Linked DNA regions of Mus musculus: region 2 is linked to region 1. The links are chromatin contacts, called in public HiChIP or PLAC-seq maps. All regions are on one chromosome and are shown on one strand. Each heading gives the region's core, a stretch centred on a gene start, on an enhancer-like site or on the middle of the called end of the contact. The rest is flanking DNA. Distances are from core to core; before and after follow the strand shown.

Region 1 (4,495 bases), core at 1,471-3,970:
ACAGGAGAGTGTACTACTATTATTCTGATAAAAGGAAGTAATATTAAAACAATTCCTAAAGACTTATTCATTATACCCATATATTAGTGCCACAGACTCAAACCTATTTAGAGAACTTTTTTTTAGGGAATACAAAGGGACATTTATTTGCTTTATACTTGATATTTTGAGTATCTTACTGGTTTATCAGTCAAGGAAGGCAAGTGCTTGTTCAAGAAATATTATTAAGAACCTATTAACCATCTAGTCTACCTACAAAAGACAGTCAATTCCTCATTCAATTACCATCTGGAAACACACGACTCTAAAACATCTGTTAGTGACAACATATTCTTCCTAGTTGAGAAGGGACAAGCTGATATTGCAGAACTCAAAACAGAGAAGGAAAAAATAGTGGCTCGTCATGAGTGTTAAAGTACTCTGAATGAGGTAGGAGAGACAAAGTGACATTGTATATAGATATCAATTAACACAAAGATCCACAACTGGTCAATGTACAGAGAATATGTGACTGATGAGTATTCAGCCCTAAATGATATATTTATATCATATTCTCCCCTCTCAAGCTTCAGGAATCATTATGGAATAATGAGAAAAAGATTCTTAGAGCCAAAGGTAGAGAATGTCTGCAAGAAAACATATTTTCCTAGACACAATGTGGTAATTGCACATATAAACTCAAAACAGATGTGATAGCAGTATCAAGACCTCAAAACAAACAAAACCCTAGCATGTAAGAAGGCGGGACGAAAGCACTACTCCTACCTGAGCTGTAATTGGTTGCTGCTATTATACTTAATACTATTTTACCATAAAAAGGAATGAAATATGATATCTATGGTACAAGTTAAATTTTAAAATATTATTCTGAGTCAGTATAGTCACACATAAAAATTATATATTATATGAATCCATTCATATGAAATATCTAGAATAGATAAACTCAGAGAAGAAAAGCAAATTTGTGAATTTAGAGGCTTAACAGATATGAGTTTTCCATTGAGTTGTTGAAAATAATTTATGACTAGATGGGCATTATGGTTGCACCCATTTTAAATGTAAAGGCAATCTACTTTGTGATGTACCAAAATATGTCTTTTACATTACCATGGTGGAATGCATATACAGTAAAAATCATAATACACATTTTTTAATTCAGGCTACCAATATGTAGTATGATAATCTCTTTTTTGTGATATTCAGCAGTAATATTGAGCTCCATGACAGCCCTGCAATCATGGCGACAATAAACAATCTATACTCTTCAGAGTTCTGTTCCTACAAAGTTATTAAATTAGCATGTATTAAATTCATATTTGACTTATGAAATTTTAAAATTACCATGAGCTTAATAGGATGCAACCTCATCATAAATGATGTACTCAATGCTGCTGAGCTGTCCACTTTAACAGGATTACTTCTATATTATGAAATTTTTGCATCAGTCTGAAAATAACTTATCCTCGAACTCAGAATTTTATACAGGAAAAGAACCAATATAGTGAATATATATTACAAGGGAAATTCACTAGATTGGCTTACCCAATTCATGCTGGGTCATATAAGTGGCTATCTGCATGCTAGGCAGTCTGAGACCCTAGTAATTTCTACAGTAGCATACAAATCTAGATGTCTCTACTCTGGCCATACTCTGGTGCTGACTCCATGAAAGATTTCTGGAGAGTCCTTGGTCTTTAGGATGCACTATAAGGCTGAAGAAACTGGGTTCCAAAGTCAGTGAAAATGGCAGCAATACAAGTAGATATAAAGGTACTTACCAGCAAGAAACCAAGGTGTGTATGAAAAAGAAGTACTGTTTTCCCCTTGGATCCCTTTATATGTATATGGGATACATATACATATACATATACATATACATATACATATACATATACATATACATATACATATACATACATGGGCTGTCACCAGAGTGTTCTGTCTGTTCTTGAGGTATTTTCTCCCTATAGCTAATCATTTAAAAAACATCTTATAAAGTCACCTAGAGGTGTATAAAATGGATGTCATTTATTGTAAAGTAGACCTACAATTAATTGCTTATGCCTTTATCATTACTTTCTTGAATATGCAAAGGTATTATTACATCAGTGCAAACATTGCAGGGGGGAGTTAAAAACAAAATAATCCTTAAAACATGTTTTGTGCTATTGTTGAGTTCATAATGTAATTCAAACAATATGGGCATAAAATTTTTCAATACTAGTGAACAAATGGGCCAATCTGAAAAACATAAACACAATGGCTGTGTGTGGTTTTCATGAAAGATAGCCATAGTGTGTGCTTTTTATAGTTCCTCAGTAACAGGATCAGTAGCATTACTTTAGTAAAGGAAGAAATTCATTATGAAAAAAATTTCATATGATTATATAGACTGAAACATTCATAGTTTTCAAGCTGGAGACAGAGAAGCTAATGCTACAGACATCCCAGGAAGAGAGCTAATAATTTGAATTTCTAATGTCAAAAGAAAGCTGTTGTAGTACCTAAAGTAGAAGTGCAGGAGGCAAAGGGACATATTCCCTGCCTTTTCTATCTTTACATCTCTAAGATCTACACTGTTCTTCCCTCCCCACCCCCTAGTCTCACTTGCATCATTGTGCCCGAAGTGTGTTGAAAAATCTCAATACTCATTTCAGAACAACTGAGCAGCAGAAATAAAACAGGAAGCCAGTCACCATAAATTTCAACACCTCATTTGGTAAAGAGGAAATTGAGGCCCAGAAGACATAGTGATTTGTGTGAAGTTTTAGCAAATGAGCAGGAAAACACACAGTTGATTTTGAGAGGCCAGACCAGTGTTCTTTTTTTTTCCCTCTAGCAGCATTGCTCCTCTGCAAACTATCAGCAAAAGTTCAGTTACCAGAACAGGCTCATTAGCACAACATCCAAGCTACTGAGGGAAAGACATTGTCCAGAAGTCAGTCTTAGAGAAATAGAGGCAATTCGAATTCTCATTAGAGTAACTATTACCACTTTGCTATATCCAGATCTATTATTGCTCCTGCAGAGGACTGGGGTTTAAGTCCTAATCCCATCATTGTGGTTCTGTAACACCAGCTCCAGGGTATCTGCTGCCTTCTTCTGAAGTCCACAGGCACTAGGCATGCAAGTAGTACATAGACATACATACAGTCAAAATTCACATCCATACATCACTAAATCTAAATGAAAATTTAACACTGAATTGTTTCACCATATGGAGAAGAGACAGCAAAAAGAAAATAGTATTTCCAAGTTTTGTCACCATCCACATCCTCCAGACTGCAAACCTTTTTATAAGTACAATAAAATCAATATTAAAAACATATAAAAAGCACATAATGATAAAAGTCATCTGTGGTAATACAACTTCACATGACATAGACTGCCAATACTAAGGTACCTGTCACATCTGAAAAGTACTGCTTGTGGCAGAAAGAGTTGTAATATGTATTTTCTCTCCACCTCATGCCAGAGCTACAAGGTAAGAAATTATAGCTTCAATTACTACTGAGGAAATAAAATCTTGGAAAAAAACAAATAACTCACTGAAAGTCAAATAATTAGTGATTGAGTTGACATTTAACCCCATGGTGCACAAAATCTGCAACCCCACAGTTTCCTTTGGTATTACATTACTAAGAATGGGTAAAATAAACAGTTCCTCAGAGTCAGAGAACAAATGTAACACAGACGATGTGAAATGGTCTCTTTGACAGAGTAAGTCTTGATTCACTATATTATTCTAATGAAAATTTTGATATCTGCAGCTTATGATAATTATGCCATGATTTTCCATGTGAACTATTCCTACATTAATAAGCTTTTAAGGAAACTAAGAAGTGATTTTTAATTGGAATATTATAATAAAGAACCTAAAAATATGTGTTATACCTTCATGGGGAAAATCTCATGGGCCTTCACGATCAAATATAAAGCTATAAGCAATAATTGACTACTAAAGAATGCAGAATTAATCCTCCCTGGGGATGAGCCTCCTAATTGGTTATCAAATACAGGTGGTCAGCCTTAAAATACAAATGGACTCGGCAAATCATATTTATATATTTATTTGTATATATCTTTCTTTGTGTATAACAATAATAAAGAAAAGAAGAATATGAATTATAAACGAAATGGGAGGACTGACATGGGAGGGGGTTGGAAGGAGTGGAAACAGAAGAAAGAATGATATAATACTATACCAAATGTCATTCCTGAAAATCTACATATAAAAAACAGACTGTGAAGATTGTACTTAATGTTTATGGGCACATGCATATATGTAATATATGCAACAATGAGGAAAGCATATGGATATGTGAGAGTGTTTTGGAAGTGGAAAAGAAGAAATAATACAAATAAAAATAAAACATTGTAAAAGGAAGAAACTAAACCCCAAAAAGGAATTGTGACACACTGAAGATCTCAAAGTGACCTTTCTTTAAAATGTTGATATATGGATATTGTTTATCACTCCATTTTCCTATATAGA
Region 2 (3,938 bases), core at 999-3,498, 98 kb before region 1:
CAAATGGCATCATGGGAGTGTCTGTGGCTGTTTGCAATTCTGCTGCCATGGGAAATGAGGTACTCCTTTACCATCGAAATTGCTGACCTGGCTGGCAACCAGGAAGTCACCATGCTGGTCCCAGCTTTTAATGTGATCAGTGGTGATTCTCCTGCTGCCAACAAGCTGGCCATGTAACAATTCATGATCCTCCCTGTGGGGTATCTTATTTCTTGGAAGCAATGCTCATTGGAGCAGAGATTTACCACAACCTGAAGAACATCATCAAGCAGAGATATTAGAAGAATGAAGATAAAACCAATGTGGGTGATATGGGTGCATTAGTACCTAAGATCCTGAAGAAAGAAGACTAGAGCTGCTGAAGATGGCTAGCTATACCGACCAGGTTGTCATTGGAATGAATGTGGCTGCCTCTGAGTTCTATAGACCTGTCAAGAATGATCTGAACTTCAAGTCTTCTAATAACTCCAGCATATCATACTCAACTAGCTAGCACTAGGCAGATCAAGAATGATGCCCCTTGCTGATCTGACTTGGTCAGATACAATCAAATCCTTAGAATCAATGAAGAGCTGGGCAGCAAGGCCAAAGTTGCCAACAGGTCCTTCATGAAGTCCCTGACCATGTAAAGCATGGGCTGGAGATGCTTAGAGCCACTAGCTGCTTAGAATCTTCTTGTGCCTGATATCTGTCACAGAGGTATCTTAAGGCCAGCCCAGTGTTTATCCTTCCCATGTCACTGCTTTCTTAGATTTCTGAAACCAGGTCTGACCACCTGAAGCCCTGATGGAAACCCCAGCATTTAATCATGTGTTTGGTCCCCATCACTGTTTCTGTCACCTTACTTCCCAGCTAGTGTATTGTGTAATCTCTGGGGTGGCCACAAACAAGACTCTCCAGTGGTGCTACATGTAAAATAAAAGGATCAGTGACCCATATCAAAAAAGTAGTTTCTTGTTTCAGTTCCACTTGGGAGGGAAAAGAAAGCAATCATGGGGGCCAGAGGGAGGGAGGGACCAGGGTGGAAGAAGGGAATGGGAAGGGGAGAGGAAGAGGGAACATGATCAGGTATTGCGGCAGGGGATAACAAGAGTAAAGCCCTGAGGGCCAGCAGAATTAGTGGAAATATGCAACCTTGAGAGATGGGAGGTGGGGAGACTCTATAGAATGTACCAGAGACCTAGGAGGTGGGAGACTCTAAGGACTCAAAGGGAGAGACCTTAGATAAAAATGCCCAATAGTAGGGAGAGGGAACTTGTAGAATCCACCTCCAGTAGAAAGACAGGGTATCAAGTAGAGGGATAGTGTTGCCATCCCACAGTCAGCAACTCTGACCCAGAATTATTCCTGTCTAAAAGAACTGCGGGGACAAAAATGGAGAAGAGATGGAGGAAAAGGAAGTCCAAGACCAGCCCAAATTGGGACCCATCTTAAGGGGAGACTACAAGACCTGACACTATTACTGATGCTATGGTATGCACACAGAGGGCCCTATCATGACTGCCCTCCAAAAGACCCAACAACCAGTTGAAAGAAGCAGATGCAGATATTTATACCCATCCAATGGACAGAAGCAGCTGCCCCCTGTGGTTGAATTAGGGAAAAGCTGGAAGAAGCTGAGTAGGATGTCAACCCTATAGGAAGACCAGCAGTCTCAATTAATCTGAACCCCTAGGATCTCTCAGACATTGAACCACCAACCAGGCAGCAAATACCAGCTGGCCAGAGGCGCCCAACACATATACAGCAGAGGACTGCCTGGTCTGGCCTCAGTAAGAGAAGATGCACCTAACCCTAGAGAAACTCGAGGCCCCAGGAAGTGGAGAAGTCTCATGGGGTGGGAGTGGGGTGAGGTGGGGTGAGGACATCCTCTTTAAGACAGAAGAGGAGGAACTGTCAGAGAACTGGAGGGGTATGACTGGACTGTAAACATGATTGAAAATAAAAAAAAAGTGTTTTATGATTTGCTAGATTATGTTTCTATTCAGTTTTAAAAACATTTCTTGAGTATTCTCTTAAGTAAGAAGCTGTATATTGATTAGTGATTTTCATAGCTATCATAAGAAAAATGAAGATCACAAGGGTGAGTGGAGTTACTGGTATATAAGTCTAATGATCATCCCTGAAGAGGGAGGTCCTCCTGTAGTGGAAATGGGCGTAATTGTCTATACTAGTCAAGTGTCTGCCTTGAGAAGGAATCAGGTACATGCAACTGGCATGGGTGGAGCTGGCTACAAGACATAAAGCTCAGGAACTAGAAATCTAGTTTCTACCAGCTAAGGATGGAAACAATTGGTGAGGATAGTTAGAATTATAAGTGTGAGTTGAATTTCTACTTAAAGAAGTTTTCCAGGTAGGGGCACAAGAAGGCAGGATCCTGAGAACACAAGCATTAAGACAAACAATGAATGGGACTTCATGAAACAAAAGAAGTGGCTTCACAGAGAAGAGCACCATCACTCAGGTGATGAGGAACTCTCTAGAATGGGGAAAAAATCTTACCAGCTTTATAATCAGTAGAGGGGTAGTATCTAGAATACATAAAGAACCCAAAAAGGGGAAAAAACAAGAAAACAAGCAACCCGTATTAAAATTTTCATTATAGAACTAAATAAAGAGTTCAGAAAAAGTTGTAACACAAAAGACTGAGGAACATTTGAAAAATGTTCAACACCCATAGTCATTAGAAAACTGCAAGGCAAAAGTACTTTGAGTTTTCATTTTAGCCCAGTCAGGACAACTAAGGCTAAAATTGAAAAAAAAAAAAAAAAAGAGTGAATATTCCTTCTTTGTTGGTAGGAGTGGAAATTTGTACAACCACTCTGGAAAACAATTTGGAGATTTCTCAGAAAATTGGAAATAGTTCTACCTCAAGCCCTAACCCTGAGATTCCATCTCACACCAGTCAGAATGGCTAAGATCAAAAATTCAGGTGACAGCAGATGCTGGCGAGGATGTGGAGAAAGAGGAACACTCCTCAATTGTTGGTGGGATTGCAAGCTTGTACAACCACTCTGGAAATCAGTCTGGCGGTCCCTCAGAAAATTGGACATAGTACTACTGGAGGATCCCGCAATACCTCTCCTGGGCATATATCCAGAAGATGTCCCAACCGGTAAGAAGAACACATGCTCCACTATGTTCATAGCAGCCTTATTTATAATAGCCAGAAGCTGGAAAGAATCCAGATGCCCCTCAACAGAGGAATGGATACAAAAAATGTGGTACATTTACACAATGGAGTGCTACTCAGCTATTAAAAAGAATGAATTTATGAAATTCCTAGGCAAATGGTTGGACCTGGAGGGCATCATCCTGAGTGAGGTAACCCAATCACAAAAGAATTCAAATGAAATGTACTCGCTGATAAGTGGATATTAACCCAGAAACTTAGTATAGCGAGATATAAGGTACAATATGCAAAACATATGAAACTGAAGAAGAACGAAGACCAAAGTGTGGACACTTTGCTCCTTCTTAGAATTGGAAACAATCACCCATGGAAAGAGTAACAGAGACAAAGTTTGGAGCTGAGACAAAAGGATGGACCATCTAGAGACTGCCATATCCAGGGATCCATCCCATAATTAGCCTCCAAACGATGATACCATTGCATACACTAGCAAGCCTTTGTTGCAAGGACCGTGATATAGCTGTCCCTTGTGAGACTAGGCCGGGGCCTAGCAAACACAGAAGTGGATGCTCACAGTCAACTATTGGATGGATCACAGGACCCCCAGTGGAGGAGCTAGTGAAAGTATCCAAGGAGCTAAAGAGATCTGCAACCCTATCGGTGGAACAACATTATGAACTAACCAGTACCCCAGAGCACTTGACTCTAGCTGCATATGTATCAAAAGATGGCCTAGTCGGCCATCACTGGAAAGAGAGGCCCATTGGTTAGGCAAACTTTATATGCCCCAGTACAGGGGAACGCC

Evidence for each region. HiChIP or PLAC-seq counts read pairs in DNA pulled down with a chosen protein or histone mark.
Region 2: a CTCF HiChIP or PLAC-seq map of CD8 T cells shows a contact between it and region 1, with 8 read pairs. The contact joins two enhancer-like sites. A contact is called at or near these places in 2 of 15 datasets of contacts at CTCF or cohesin (CD8 T cells and large pre-B cells) and 2 of 9 other capture datasets (liver and macrophages).

The regions. Positions count from the first base shown.
Region 1 is chrX:107,177,131-107,181,625 of GRCm38.p6, reverse strand. No RefSeq gene overlaps it. Among named protein-coding and RNA genes, the nearest start is that of P2ry10b, 30 kb to the right of the region's middle. Within about 2 kb of position 2,720, at least 24 of the 459 cell types and tissues checked have an H3K27ac peak or open chromatin away from gene starts, as enhancers often do. A contact at or near this core is called in CD8 T cells, where this site is marked.
Region 2 is chrX:107,275,706-107,279,643 of GRCm38.p6, reverse strand. All of the region lies in intron 3 of Gpr174 (G protein-coupled receptor 174), which reads right to left. It also overlaps the pseudogene Gm9208. Among named protein-coding and RNA genes, the nearest start is that of Gpr174, 22 kb to the right of the region's middle. Within about 2 kb of position 2,248, at least 15 of the 459 cell types and tissues checked have an H3K27ac peak or open chromatin away from gene starts, as enhancers often do. A contact at or near this core is called in CD8 T cells, where this site is marked.